Regions from separate parts of the Mus musculus genome. Here regions 1, 2, 3 and 5 are each linked to region 4. The links are chromatin contacts, called in public HiCAR-type, HiChIP or PLAC-seq and capture Hi-C maps. All regions are on one chromosome and are shown on one strand. The core of a region is the stretch at or near the end of the contact, and the rest is flanking DNA. Distances in the headings are between cores, read along the strand shown. Region 1 holds the start of Creg1 (cellular repressor of E1A-stimulated genes 1). Region 2 holds the start of Mpzl1 (myelin protein zero-like 1). Region 3 holds the start of Fam78b (family with sequence similarity 78, member B). Region 4 holds the start of Pogk (pogo transposable element with KRAB domain). Region 5 holds the start of Cd247 (CD247 antigen).

Evidence for each region. HiCAR-type assays count read pairs that join an accessible place to other places. HiChIP or PLAC-seq counts read pairs in DNA pulled down with a chosen protein or histone mark. Capture Hi-C pulls out chosen DNA fragments and counts their contacts.
Region 1: a contact with region 4 is called in a HiCAR-type map of astrocytes, with 3 times the contacts expected there. The contact joins the promoter of Creg1 here to the promoter of Pogk in region 4. A contact is called at or near these places in 6 of 39 promoter capture datasets (the 3T3-L1 cell line, cranial neural crest, embryonic stem cells and 3 more), 1 of 484 Hi-C or Micro-C datasets (B cells), 6 of 115 datasets of contacts at active chromatin or transcription factors (astrocytes, bone marrow-derived dendritic cells, embryonic forebrain and 3 more) and 2 of 9 other capture datasets (adipose tissue and liver).
Region 2: a FOXA1 HiChIP or PLAC-seq map of pancreatic cancer cells shows a contact between it and region 4. The contact joins the promoter of Mpzl1 here to the promoter of Pogk in region 4. A contact is called at or near these places in 1 of 39 promoter capture datasets (pre-B cells), 3 of 484 Hi-C or Micro-C datasets (CD4 T cells and the G1E-ER4 cell line), 5 of 115 datasets of contacts at active chromatin or transcription factors (astrocytes, embryonic forebrain, embryonic midbrain and 2 more) and 1 of 9 other capture datasets (liver).
Region 3: a contact with region 4 is called in an H3K27ac HiChIP or PLAC-seq map of cardiomyocytes, with 11 times the contacts expected there. The contact joins the promoter of Fam78b here to the promoter of Pogk in region 4. A contact is called at or near these places in 2 of 39 promoter capture datasets (hippocampal neurons and stem cell-derived epiblast-like cells), 1 of 484 Hi-C or Micro-C datasets (embryonic stem cells), 6 of 115 datasets of contacts at active chromatin or transcription factors (bone marrow-derived macrophages, cardiomyocytes, differentiating embryonic stem cells and 3 more) and 2 of 9 other capture datasets (adipose tissue and embryonic stem cells).
Region 5: a contact with region 4 is called in a capture Hi-C map of embryonic stem cells, with 5 times the contacts expected there. The contact joins the promoter of Cd247 here to the promoter of Pogk in region 4. A contact is called at or near these places in 2 of 39 promoter capture datasets (liver and trophoblast stem cells), 3 of 115 datasets of contacts at active chromatin or transcription factors (bone marrow-derived macrophages, embryonic forebrain and memory CD8 T cells) and 1 of 9 other capture datasets (embryonic stem cells).

What each region holds. Positions count from the first base shown.
Region 1 is chr1:165,762,506-165,765,285 of GRCm38.p6, forward strand. It overlaps Creg1 (cellular repressor of E1A-stimulated genes 1), which reads left to right and starts at 1,253. Exons shown (of 4, transcript NM_011804.3): 1 at 1,253-1,633. The coding sequence starts at 1,280.
Region 2 is chr1:165,633,241-165,635,940 of GRCm38.p6, forward strand. Mpzl1 (myelin protein zero-like 1) reads right to left here and starts at 1,301. Exons shown (of 6, transcript NM_001083897.1): 1 at 1,063-1,301. The coding sequence starts at 1,153.
Region 3 is chr1:167,000,050-167,002,865 of GRCm38.p6, forward strand. Fam78b (family with sequence similarity 78, member B) reads left to right here and starts at 1,368. Exons shown (of 3, transcript NM_175461.4): 1 at 1,368-1,779. The coding sequence starts at 1,517.
Region 4 is chr1:166,408,364-166,411,142 of GRCm38.p6, forward strand. Pogk (pogo transposable element with KRAB domain) reads right to left here and starts at 1,465. Exons shown (of 6, transcript NM_175170.4): 1 at 1,344-1,465; 2 at 635-968; 3 at 36-169. The coding sequence starts at 653.
Region 5 is chr1:165,787,401-165,790,100 of GRCm38.p6, forward strand. It overlaps Cd247 (CD247 antigen), which reads left to right and starts at 1,281. Exons shown (of 8, transcript NM_001113391.2): 1 at 1,281-1,486. The coding sequence starts at 1,429.

The DNA of each region.
Region 1 (2,780 bases), core at 3-2,502, 650 kb before region 4:
CCTCAGAATATCTTTCCAGAAATCTCCTTTAGGAGTCTCACACCAGTCCCTAGAATAGAGGCTAAGCCTGATTTTTATATCATTTTAGAGGTGTCAGGAAGTTTCACATCCCATGATTTAGTTCATCCTGGCCTACATGACAGGGAGCTGGGTGCCACAGACTAAGAGGAGCTGCCAAGGAGCTGAAGGGGTCTGCAACCCTATAGGTGGAACAACAACATGAACTAACCAGTACCCCCAGAGATCGTGTCTCTAGCTGCATATGTAGCAGAAGATAGCCTAGTCGGCCATCATTGGGAAGAAAGGCCCCTTGGTCTTGCAAACTTTATATGCCCCAGTACAGGGGAACACCAGGGCCAAGAAGTAGGAGTGGGTGGGTAGGGGAGGGGGGGGTACAGGGGACTTTCGGGATAGCATTTGAAATGTAAATGAAGAAAATACCTAATATTTTTTTAAGAAAGAAAAAAGAGTAGCGGCTAAGCACGGACTGCTTCATAACTCTGTTAGGAAGAGAGAGAGCTGCAGAGAGGTGTGGCCTGATTCAGACTATAGGATGGGTGGGGCTTAAAAGATTCTAACAGTGGCCACAGTTTTAAAACGACGCAAACACGTTTGCATACATTTTCTAACTCCCTAGGGTAGCAGAATGAAAATCCTCCACGGGCTTGGAGGATCTGCCAGAATAAATGCATGAAACCACGAATTTAACCGAGCTAGATGACTTGACAGGTCTCAAATGGACAAGGTCAAAGTCTTGAGTGGGATACCGAAAACTAACAAAGTGGCTTTATCTGAAGACTCTTCTGGGCCAGGAATTTTTAAGTTCCTGCATGTCGGTATTTCTGTACTGTACTACATATAGGCTTGCTTGCTAACAGTCAGTAAACAGAAAAGAGCACACAGAAAACTCACGTTCTCTTAGATGCCAGGCAAGCATACTCAAAGACATTAAAAAGGAGGTGTGTGCGTGCATGCAGGCAGCTTTTTTCTAGCACTGTGACTTAGGAAGTTGCTTAATTTCTTCTAGACCTCATTTATCTGTCTGTAAATCAAACAAGCAAAACAAATATCTCTTTAGGGCAAATTCGCACTCTTCACAGAGCAGATCACAGGACACGGTGAACAGACCATATGCTTCTGGAAACTGGGTTGCACTGGAGCCACGCCCCCTCTTGCCTGCTCATCTCTGATTGGCTTTCTCGGAGGGGCGGAACAACGGGCAGGCAATAGTTACCCCGGCAGAGTTTGGTCGGTGGGCAGGGACTCCGCAGTCAGCGTCATGGCTGCCCGTGCTCCTGAGCTCGCGCGTTCCCTGCTTGCTGCCCTTCTGGCGCCCGCGCTGGTGGCACTACTGGTGTCGCCGGCCTCGGGTCGCGGAGGCCGGGACCACGGGGACTGGGACGTGGACAGGCGATTGCCTCCGCTGCCACCCCGCGAAGACGGGCCGCGCGTGGCCCGCTTCGTGACTCACGTCTCAGACTGGGGCTCGCTGGCCACTATCTCCACAATAAAGGAGGTGCGCGGCTGGCCCTTCGCGGACATCATCTCAATCAGTGACGGTCCTCCGGGAGAAGGCACGGGCGAGCCCTACATGTACCTGAGTCCACTGCAGCAAGCCGTGAGCGACCTGCAGGTGAGCGGGAGCGCGGCGCGGTTTCCCAGACCCGGCAGAGCAGGAAACCAGCGTCTCCAGTTTAGCTCGCTGGGGAGAGCGTGGGTCTTAGAGATAAGACTTTTGAACCCAGCTCACATGACTGTCTCTTCTGGCCTGCGCTGGCTAGGCGGAGGTTGTAGCATCCCAGATGTTGGGGAACTACCAGGAAGTTCCTACTTACCCTGTTACTGGTCTAAGCGCTTGGGGTAAATTCTTTGCCAGTACCTGGAGCACTTCACACCCTTCAGATAGTCAGGCGTCCTCTTTAGGCGCTGTCTCTGCATAAACTGCACTCTTGTGATCTAAAGGCATACAGATTGTTGGATAGTTTAGCGTTTGGCTTATGTGACTTCGGAGATTCTCTTCCCTACCTTTACCTATCAGCAGTGGGAAACTACTACACAGCATTATAGTTGACTGCGGACCTGGCTCTGCTTACAGCTCAGGTGGAAACAGCCTGGGAGGGAAAGGCCACACAGGAGCCCAGAAATGAAGCCTGACTCGGTGGAGGGTCTGTGGCAAAACTGAGAAAGCTTGGTGTCGTGGTAAACAGTGAGCCAAGAGACGCCGACGCTTTAACCAAGCCCTTGCCATGGTATGTGCCTAGGGCTTTTCGGTTCCACCTGTTTTCATTCATTGTCTCTTGTAGTAACTCTTAGAAACAGGCATGGCTATTCCGGGTTTACAGATGAAGACATGAGGTTAAGTAATTTGCGCAAAGCCAGGGGGCCAACCCTAGTTCACCTCAGACCCACTTGTCTTCAAAGCACAGGCCACAGGACTGGGACCCATGTGCTAGAATAGAAGAGACCCGTTTTCTTCAGCCTCCACAGAGTTCTGTATTGTTCTAAACAAATTTAAATTAGCTACTGCCTTTTAAAACTGCAATCCTAGGGGCTAGGGAAATAGCCCAGTTGGTAAAATACTTGCCATGTAGGCGCGAGGACCTGTATTTGGTCCTCAGTACCCATCTTGACAGCTTGCACGCACATGTGATCCTACACTGGCTCAACGGCTTGCACACACTTGCACACACGTGTGATCTTGCACTGGCCAGGTGGCTAGCTCCCTGGCCTGCCAGCCAAGCGGAGTCAGTGAGCTTCAGACCGCAGGGAGAGAGAGCCTG
Region 2 (2,700 bases), core at 51-2,550, 780 kb before region 4:
CCAAGCTATTAACTAGGAGCTTAAATGAAAGCTGGAAATCCAACAGAATCTCACCTATACTCCTGGTTCGAGAGACTACTACATTAAGAACTTTTGCACGAAAGAAAGTACTGAGTAATGGATTTTGAACAAATTACATTTTACACAACAAAAGAATGAGTGGGAGGAACCCCCTCCGTGTTTTCTTAGGAGTTCGACCTCTCGGTAACCACTACTTAGCTGAATTCTGAGACAGAAACAAGTACTTTACTTTGAACAACACACAAAAAAAGTCCTGGGGCAGACACTACTTCAGACGCCCCATAAAACAACTCGTCCAAGACGTCATATAAACCGAGCCGGAGCCTTTATCAAAAACTTAAGCCTGGTTTATTTGGTAAGGGCCTGAGAGGGGGGCTTTTAAAATCAAAGTAAAAGCATGCTTTGTAAATGTTCGTCTTGTCAAACTATCTTGCCCATGTTTACCATTAATACGAATTCGACCGAATTCTTTCAAGCCTTTGCATTCTAGGCTAGAAGTAACGTAAATTTCGCCTCTGTGATTTACAGACCCCAGAGATGAAATAAATGAGAGTCTGAGTTTTCAATCATAGAGCCTTAAGAATTGATCTGAGCGCATTCGAAATAGATCTTACCAGGTAAAGGAAAAACACTGGTTTAAACAAGGAAATAAACCAACAAAGGCCCACAGGTGAAAAATCCTGCAATCTTCCGCCATCTCCCAAAGGTGGAGAACATCAATTCCAGAGTCGGACTCCCGGGAGGTCCTGGGCAACTCAGAATCGCCAGGAGGCGACCGCAGGGGACTGGGCGTGAGTGGGCTCCTGGGACTGTCCCCAGGGAGCTGCAAGGTAGGGAGCTCCCTCACCCCTCCCCGCCCCACCCCCCTCGCCCTCTACGCAAAGGGATCCAAAGAAAGAGGTTCCTCGGCTCCCGGCCGCGCTCCCCGGGCGGCGTGCCCAGGCCCCAGAGCTCGCAGGCCGCGCCCCCTCCCCTCCGAGGCGCCCCGAGCGCGCGCACGGCCGCGGAGCCCCCGCCCGACCCCGGCTCGGCATCACTCACACAGCCCGAGCATCGCGGCTAGCACCGACCACAGCCAGCGCCGGCGGGCCGGGGCCGCAATCAGTGCCACGGCTCCGACGGCCTCTGCCATCCTGCTCCCGCCGCTCCGTTCCGCCCGGCTTCCCGCTGCGGTCGGCTGGCTTGCCTTAGACCACACAGCTCTGTCCGGATCGCGGCTGCGAGCGCGAGGACACCTCCACGCCACCGCTCCCCGCTCCCGGCCCCAGTGGCCAACCGCCAGCCTTCTGCCCAGCTCCAGCCCCTGTGCCCGCCCCACTGCTCGCTCATTGGTCCTCCTGGCAACCTGGGAAAGAAGCCATTGGACAACTCGACTCCCTGTCAGCCCCCTCGGGCAAGGCCCCGCCCTCCGGGCCCCGCCCTTGGTGTGATCTGTGCAGCATGCCCGCGTACTGTGCCTCTGCAGCCGCATTACTTTGAGCCTGCCTGCGTGGCTGGTCGTGGGGCTGCCCTCCGGCCCACCGCCGCCAGAGGCTGCCCTCCTCTCTGAGGGGCCAGTCCCACAGTTCTCTTAATGTCCCTCCCCGCGGTCTCTTCCAAGTCCGGATATCATTTCCGACTAGGATCTGCTTGGTTACTCCTGGCCTCACTCACCTAAAGAAAAGCAATTAATTTAGGGACCGGGTGGGGGAGGGGAGGAGTGAAGTGAAGAGAGAGGTGAGGAAAGACTTCCATTCAGTGGTCGAGATAGAAAAAGACCCACCATCTCTTTGACCTTTGCCGAGTATCTGTCTTTGCCTGAACTGGATCATTTGCGTTGCAACATGAGAAGTCTCCATCTTGCCCTAACCTCTGAGCAGGCCCTTTTTTGGCTTTTCAGAGGACAGGAAAGGAATAGGAATTGGAACTCTTTCCCGCCACCTAGATAACCAGTGACTGCACTTACTGTTTGTTTAGCATATCAACGTCCCTCGGCCTATAGATGAAAAGTTAGGACGGAGGCGGTGCCTTACTTCAATTCTGAAAAGTGCCGGCTGCTACTAGTTACCCAGCAAACCCTAAAGAGAGGGAGGATTCTGAGAATGGTCTTCAAAGGGGGAAAAAGGAGGGACCAGACACAAAACAGATTAGAGTGAACGAAGAACGGGAAAATCCAAGTGAGAGTTTGGAGGAGGAAAACAAGTTTTAGGAACAAGACTATAATAGGCGGAGCGTAGTCCAGTAGACCAAAACGCGGCCTCTCCTTTCAGGATTTTGTCAAAAGCCAGTCTTAACAGTGTCCTTCCGATGTTTCCAGTGGCCTAGCCCCTTAACCTTGCAGTAGAGCAAGTTCCTAATTACTAGGCAATTGGAGAAAACCAAGAATGCATATCGCAGCTATTTTGCCTTCCGGTTAGCAGGTCCTGCCCATCGGTGGCACTTTACTTTCAAGGAGCACACATTGGAGTTTTAATAACCAAGAGTTTAGCAGGAAAGTAGAAAGGGCAAGCTGTGGAGGAGTCTGAGAAAGAAGGACTGTCTCAAGTTTGAGGCCAGCCAGCCTAGGCTGCATCAGGAGTTCTAAGGCAGCCTGTGCCACACAGTGTAGACTACCCTGTGAGACTCTTAAAACTTTTTTTTTTTTTTTGTGGCCATCCTTAGGTTATCCTGTGGGCAACAGAAGGGGAGTGGCCACGAAGT
Region 3 (2,816 bases), core at 118-2,617, 590 kb after region 4:
GGCCTTAGGTAAGACTGGGAGGGTAGCTAAGCGTTCTAATCTACCTAGATGATTCCACTAAGTACAACTTGTCTAAAGACACAAGACATTCAAAAGGCAGTGTTTCCCAAGGAGCTCCAACAACCCCCCCCCCCAACACACACACACACATACACACTGTGTGTTGTTCTGATAAGAGTATTTTCAGAGATTGTGGAGGGGTGATATGAAAACAGGCCATGAGTAGACTGAGCTGGTGCCTCGACTAACACTGGCATTTGGGGTGATTTTGTGTCAGCCTCCAATGGGATTTCTCAGGTTTCACTCTCAATACTGTGGTGCAAAAAAATAAAATTAAATTAAAAAATAAAGCTTCTACTAGACTAAAGGAAAATGCGGACCAGTGAACGAGGTAGTAAATCTATTTCGTGGCACTGCTGGAGGTCACACCCAACTCTAACAAACTATATCACAACGATACATCTCAGCTGGAGCTGATTCTCCAACATCTCTCCTCCCGCAGCCTCACCGTACCCCACTGTGGTTCCCTCTATACTCTGAACCGCGCCGCGCCCTCCCGGCCCCACCCATCCCAATAAGCAGGGTCCCGCTTCTACACCCCACTATCACCCGCGGGGCGCCACCTACCGGGGTCCCGGCCCCGCCCAACCCCACGTGCCGCGCCCCGCCCGGGAGCTAGCGGCCCTTTAAACACCCCCACCCTTGCACACTACCCCCCCCCCCGGACGGCAGCCGAAGAGGGACAAACTCATGGCGTACAGCCAGTCTCTTCCGCGGAGCTTGTCCCCCGTAGCCCTAGCCCGCTGGGCTCTCCGCCCGGGGCTACGGTCCCCTGGCGCCCCCCACACGCCCCCGCAGCCGGATGCGGGAGTGTGGGCGCTGTCCGGCTCCAGGGCGGGGCGGGAGGGAACACGGACTCCGCCGCCGCCGCCTGCCTCCGCCTGCCGCTCGGGCCGCCCGCTCGCCCGCCGCTGGGTGCGCTGCACGCGGGGGGCAGCCGCGGTGCAGCAGAGGTTCATGCAGCGGCGGCGGCGGCGGCGGCTGCTGCTGCTGCCGCCGCGGAAACAGACAAACCGGGCGCTGCCGCCGCCACCCTCCCGCAGCTCCATGCCGCCGCCGCCGCCTCCTCCTCCTCCTCTCCGGCGAAGGGCGGGGGGCTCCGGCCCGGGGTGGGCACCACTCCTCGCAGCGCCGCTCCCCTCCCTGCCCTCCGCCGGGGCACGGGAGCCGGAGAGAGCGCCCGCCGCCTCCTAGGAGCGCACGCTCCGCGCGCCCTTGCTGGAGCGAGGAGGCGGGCGTGGGCGGGCGTCGGGGCAGCCGCGACCCAGCGCGCGGAAAGGGGAGGGGGCTTCCCCGGAGGATGCCCCGCGGCGGCGGCTCCTCGCTCTTAGGCGCTAGCTGAGCTGGACCGGGAGCGAGCGGCGCGTCGCCATGCCGGCGTGACGGGTGCCCGCGGCTGCCCGCGCCGGGCCCCCGCGCTGCCCCACGCCGCGCCGCGCCGGCGCCGGGCGGCAGGATGGGCTGTATCCAAAGCATCACCTGCAAGGCGCGGATCCGGCGCGAGAACATCGTGGTGTACGATGTGTGCGCCACCATCGACCAGTGCCCCACGCGCATCGAGGAGACCTCGCCCATCGTCCTGCGCTACAAGACCCCTTACTTCAAAGCCTCGGCCCGTGTGGTCATGCCCCCCATCCCCCGCCACGAGACCTGGGTGGTGGGCTGGATCCAGGCATGCAACCAGATGGAGTTCTTCAACACCTACAGCGACCTGGGCATGTAAGCGACCGGCCACGCCACGCGGCGCGGGAGCGGGGTCCTGGCCCCTTTCTCCACTCTCCATTCTGAACCCCCTCCCCAACCCCTCTTACCGTTGCCCCCATCTCTTTCCGAACCTTCCTCCTGCCTCCCCACCCACCTCCCTCCTCCCTGCGCTTTTGTTTCAGTGACAGGGCGGGTGACGGGAGGCTCCTCGCGAAGGCATTTTCTCGTGCTTTGCTTCTGACTTCCTCGGAGAGGCGAGGAGAATAGTGAGGGGCAGGAAGAACGCGACTGGGAGGGTACAAGAGGCAAAGATAGGATGATTGGCGATTGTCGTGGGAGTTTGGGGGCGCAGTCTGTATTTGTGGGTCTCCCTGGGAAGTTTGGGGAGAGGAGTGGAGTCCCGGGGGCGCATGGGCTGTGTCGTGCGTCTTTTGGAGAAAATCAAGCTGGCTTGGAAGAGAAGGTCCAGGGTGTAGGAATGGGAGTTAGAGGTTCTGCCTTTGCTTCCCAGGCCAGCGAGCCTAAGGAGCATCTCTGCCTGGAATCTCCAGCTGGGCAGAAAGCCCCTCTAGCTATGCGCCCTGAGGACCAATTCTGGGGCGGTGGGGAGCTGGAAGGCACCGGATGCTCCCGGGCCAAGAGAAACTGGTGGCCTTGTGCTAGCCTGGTGTAACACGAGGTGTTTCTTAGGCTCAAGGAAAGGATGAGACACTTCATCTGTCTGGGGTCTTTACTTTTCAAAACTTTCCTAATTGCGGCGCTGGAAGGGATTCCCAGGCGCCCACCGCCTATCCAGTCGGCTGGCTGGGAGCTCTCCAACTTCCTTCAGCAGCGCCGGTTAGAGCGCGCTGAGGGTTTGGCAGCTGCGGTGCACCTAGATCGCCAGGGCTCTGCGGCCGCCAGGGGCGGACATCCTGCCCTGGAACCACACTAGCTTTGAGAGGTCGTGTTCTGGACTTTTTTATCTACTAGATTTTCATCTGCCCTCCCGTCCCCTTTCGGAACTAGACTCCGTGTACTTGGCCACTACATTTGGCTAGGAGACTTGGGGC
Region 4 (2,779 bases), core at 215-2,714:
TGGCTCTCAGGCTGGACTGCTCACACTTTACTTACCCATGCGCCTTCTGAGCAGATTTGTACTTTCTGCATATCTATGGGGCCATCCTCCAACTCTTGGATCTCAACCTCTTCCTCCTTTTGCTCTTCTTTCAGGGTCAAATTCAGAGGGTAGGCCCGGGACTCCATTTCTGCATTCAAGAGTTAGCAGACAATCAGGTGTCAGTGGGAACTAGTCTGTGAGAGGGCGGCTCAGGCACACACACACACACACACACAAACCTGTTTAGGTCAAAGCACTGTCTGCTTCCAGCTGGAAGGAAGGGGTTCAGAAAGGTGGCTGGCTTATTTAATTATTACAGAGGCTGAGGGCAGATAATTTATCTGGCTAACTTCAAATATTTAAAGAGCCCCCTGTGGCACGGAGACCAGAGTAGTTTTCACAGAGCCTCTGTGCAGAAGGGCAGAACTTAGAACAGTGGGTAAATATCCCGGGAAGAGGTTTCAAACAGCTCAGTGATGGGCAGAAGTTCCCACTGCCAGGACTGTTTGAGCACGGAATCAGGACCAGAGGAGGGCGGTGCTGATTTGCTACCACATCAAAGTATCTCAGCCTAGATAGGAAATTTAAATAGTTAGCCCAAAATAGTTATCACCTGGGTTTTCCAGATTCATAGGCGCTGTCCACAAGCTACTTCAGAAACTTAACAGTTTTTCTGCCTCAAAGGACCTCCCAAAGCCAAGTCCATGATGCAGAGAGGGGCGTGCCTGGGTGGCAGAGGCCAACCCAAACCTGGCTGGACTTCTCCTCGCCTCTGGGTCGCAAATCCTCTCTATTCGAAGCCTCCTCAGGCTGGTACAAAGAGGTTCCCCAGAAGAGACTGCGGGCAGCTGCTGGGTATGCAGAGAGTGTGCATCTGTGAGCTCCATTTCCCGGGACTTCCCAAGCAAGGATCTTCCCGGAGTTCAGAGTCAGCTTCTTCAATGTTTCTGGGGTGGGTGGAGGCATGGGGAGGTAGGAACACTCGTGAGGTCACAGGAGTCCCGGGACCTGAACTTGGCCGCGGCCTGTGCCCAGCTGCGGGGCGGGTGGTGGGAGGGGCCGGCACGAAGGTGCTCGCCGCCGCCCTTGCCCGCTCCAGCCATCTTGTCCAACCCTCTCCCGCCACCCCCGCCCACCACTAAGGTCCTCGGTCCACCTGCGGGGCGGCGACAGCCCACGCCGCCTACCTCCCCGGCCGGCCCGCAACAAAGGCGGCGGCGGAGGCGACACTGCCACCGGCGGCCCCCGCCCCACCGTGGCCCAGCCTCCTCCGCCGGCCTCGAGGACGAGCCGCCCGGATCCCGCAGCCCGCGCGCACTCACCCCGGCCGAGCGGGCGGCGTCGCCGCAAAGGGCGACGAAGGCTGTGGCCCGGCATTCACCGCGCCATCGTCTCCACCGCTCCCGCCGCCCCAGCGCGGCCCCTCGGGAGGGAGCGAGGACACGTGGTGGGAGGGGAGGGGTGGGCGGAGCCCAGGGTGTTAGGGGCGGGCTAGGGGCGGTGACGTCAGCAGGTCTCGGCGGCGCTTCCGGCGACCTCGGTGCTTCGAGCCGCGTTAGCCCGGTGGCTGGCTCACTTGCGGCCGCCGAGGTGGGCATTTGCTCGGAGGAACACCGCAGCCTTTCCGCTCAGGCATCCAGAAATGCTCTGTGCGCGGAGGGGTGACCGGGCTCATCGTTCTTGTTCTGTCCAGAACGCTGATCCAAGCATACCAAGAAGCGAACTTGAAGATTTTTGTAGTATTGCCCTTTAACTCCCAAGCATGTAGTTTCCTGGGCGTAGTAGGTGTGAAGAAGTTTTTTCGAGTTGTTTGCCCACAGCTCTGTGGAGAATATAGCAACCATGTTCCAGGAGACCTCGAAAATCTTCTTATTTCAGAAAAAGATTCTACAGTCGGAGATCTGTTTGGACCTTGTTTAAACAAACACCACACACACACACACACACACACACACACACACACACACACACACACACACTTCATACTTATTGAAAATACTAAAAGATTGAGTTCAACTTGGGGGTTGGTGATTTATAGCCAAGGAGAGGAAGGGGTGTGGATGTCAAGAGTGTGGATAATTACTAAGAGGAATTATCAAAGATTGAGGGATTCTTGCTAAACCCACTAAACTGGATTCTGGTTGAAAGCAGACCAGGGTGATCAGATAACAAATGTGCTAAACTGACTTAGGATTCTTGCTTAAATAAGGCTGGGCAAGCAGAGGTGGGGGTGGGGAGCACGGCAGCAGAGGCAGCTCAGGAGAGGGTTCAAGAGCCTGTGGTTAAGAAAAGAATCGTTTTTAAAAATCAAAATATTATTTTAAGTAATATGTGCATGGGTATGTGCTTATGCCTGAAGGCTAGAGTCATGGGATACCACTGTGTTGGAGTTACAGGTAGCTGTGAGCTGCCTGATCGGGGTGCTGGAAACTAAGCTCTGATCCTCTTCAAGAGCAGTGCACTTAACACCCGAGCTGCCTTTACAGCCCCCAGGAGAAGCTGTTGTTAAACATTTTACTTTAAACTTATTGCTTCTGTTCACTAATGTGTGTGTAAGCACAAATGCCAAGGCATAGATGAGCTGTGCTTTTTAATACATATAGTACGACACAGAAGACTCACTCTTGAAATGTTGTTATGGCTGACAAGAGCAAAGAGCAATGATGGCTTAATCACTGCACAGAGATTATTGATATATTGAAAGAGAAGGTTAGGATTCCTTTGTTGTTTTAATGGATAGCTCTTTTGATGTATATAT
Region 5 (2,700 bases), core at 31-2,530, 620 kb before region 4:
GTGTGTATGTATATGTGCTATGTACATGTATGTATGTTATGTGTGTGGTATATGTGTGTATGGTGTATGTATGTGTGAGGTATATTTGTGTATGGTGTGTGTATGTGTATGTATTTGTGGTATGTATGTGTATAGTATATGTGTGTATGATGTGTGTGTATGTATGTGTGGTATATATGTGTATGTATGCCATGTGTGTGGTATATGTGTGTATGGTGTATGTATGTGTGTGGTTTATGTGTGTGCGTGTGTGTGTGTGTGTGTGTGTGTGTGTGTGTGTAGCTCAGAGGACATCTTACAAGAATGGCTTCCCATCTACCATGTGGGCTCTGAAGATGGAATTCAGACTGTCAGGCTTGGCAGAAACTACCTGAACCAGCTCTCTGCCTCCAGATTTGATAATATTGTCTTTCCATTTAGAAGGCTGGTAGACTGAAAAGTAACTGTGGACTTCTTGACTTTCTTTTTTAAATCAAAGAAACCAGAGGCACCCTCCCATCCACATGATCCTTTCCGGGTCTCTGTCCCGTCTCAAAGCTTGTGTACACTCACCTACAACTCTCCGTTATGCTTATTTCTCAGTTTTATTTTTTATTTTGTTTTGAGGCAGTCTTGCTACACAGCTCAAGTTGGCCAGGTATTCACTGTTAGTCCAGTGTGACCTCAAACTCACACTCCTCCTGCCTTTGCCACATGAGTGATACGATTTACAGGCAGGCAATCTAGGCCTGACTTTTATCGTTTTCTTACTGTAAATGACCCCAAGGGTGAAAAGTTGACAATTAGAGGAAGCATGTGACCTCGGTTTGGTGGCACATACTGTAATCTTGACCTGTGGAAAGCTGAGGAGGGAAAATTGTGAGTTCAAGACCAGCCTGGATTAAATAGTGAGATTTGTCTCAGGGAAAAGAATTTTGAAAACAATGTAAGCTATAGTATTTCACACTATTTATGGTCTGAATTGAGGCCAAGTTCAGAACTATACCTCAAATATCCTCCTTTCTTTGTGCTTCAGATAAAGAAGCTGACGTCTGGAGATGCTTCAAGGCCACACAGCAACTTAGATATATGCCTAGGGTCTGACTTCAGCAATTGAGAGTCACGTACAAATTAGTAAAGAATTAAAATAATAAAAAAGTACATTAAACTACAGTCAAATTGAAGAAAAAGCAAAATTCAGACGGATGCACATTCTTACACCCCAAACCTCCAAACCTTCAGAACTTCCTGCCTATGAATCGAGAGGGGGAGTGAGAGGGTGTCTTGCTGGCAGGTGCTGTCTCAAAGGCCCACAGTCCTCCACTTCCTGGGGTGTCAGCCACAGAACAAAGCCAGCAGAGACTCCATCAGCGCCTCCTTTTCTCCTCATCCTCCCAGGCATAGCTGCCTCTGCCTCTGCCTCTGGGTACCATCCCAGGGAAGCAGAAGATGAAGTGGAAAGTGTCTGTTCTCGCCTGCATCCTCCACGTGCGGTTCCCAGGAGCAGGTAAGGGCTCTGTTTCCCGCGGCTCGACCCTTTTAGAGCCTCTCCGTGTGTCTGAGGGGCAGCGGAGGGGTGCCAAGGACCTGGTGCTTCTTTTAAAGCTTGTCTTCCCAAAGTCAACGGGCAGAGTGGGCAGCGGCAGTGTGGGCTTGGGTCCCACCCAGGCGTCTGCTCTGTGACAGCCAAGCTGGTTATCGGTTGGGGGCCAGCTGTTTGAAAACACAGTTGTAGATTGTCTAATGATAAAGGCAAAAGAAAAAGACTGTGGAGGGAAAGGGCAAGGAGAAACGCAGCGAGTCAGCAACTGAGACAGCTCTGCGCGGACGGGAGAAGCGGCACAGGATCCGAAACACCAGCCAGCTAGGCCTCGCTCCTCTACTCTGGTTTCCAGATATCATGACTCCTTCCGCCCCTCTCTGGTTGGCATTGCCGCTCAGCCCCGTTCTTTCCTCCTTTGCCAATAAAGGACATTGCCATGGTCAGTCAGAAAGGGTCATGGCCTGTGACCCTGAGTATCCTGAAACATCTGGTAGAGGCCGAGCCCCTACAAGAGAACTTGAGGCAGGGAGGGAGGGAGGCGTACGGAGTAGGCATCCATATTTGCAGCCTTTTGCAAGGCGCATTGCCACCTTCTGGCCCAGAGCATTTAAGTCTAAGCTCACCCTGTCAAGGCTGTCCCCCACATCACAGCCACCAGCTACCCTATGACATACTGATTCTCTGTGATATACTCACATGGCTCTCTATCTGAGCCAAGCAGCCAGAGACACGGACAGAAATGCTAGCAACAGGTTGAAGAATATGTGTTAATACGTGACCATCACGAGTCACAACCAGCCCAGAAGACAACTTGCGCCAGAGCCCACTGCATCCCTCCAATGCCTGGCATTTGGCATGCGGTAGCCTTAGTGTGCTTCCTAGTTCAGCAGTCGGGGTGGAAGCGAGGGAACAGAAGACAAAAGACACCACTCACAAGATTGGTGTCATGGCCGTTTTACAAGAAATGGGACAATCTGTATTTGAATCTAGAAAGACAAGGATGGTAGCTGTAAGGGGTACCCTTCCTCCAATTTAGAGCTCTCCTGAGGGTGACAGTTTGTCGGGTGACAAGGCAGGAATGGCCAACACATGATTGTTACCACCAGGAAACTGCACAGTCCTGGGCTAGCGTCATGGGGTTCTGAGGGCTCAGGAATGGGCTTTTCTGACCTAGCACA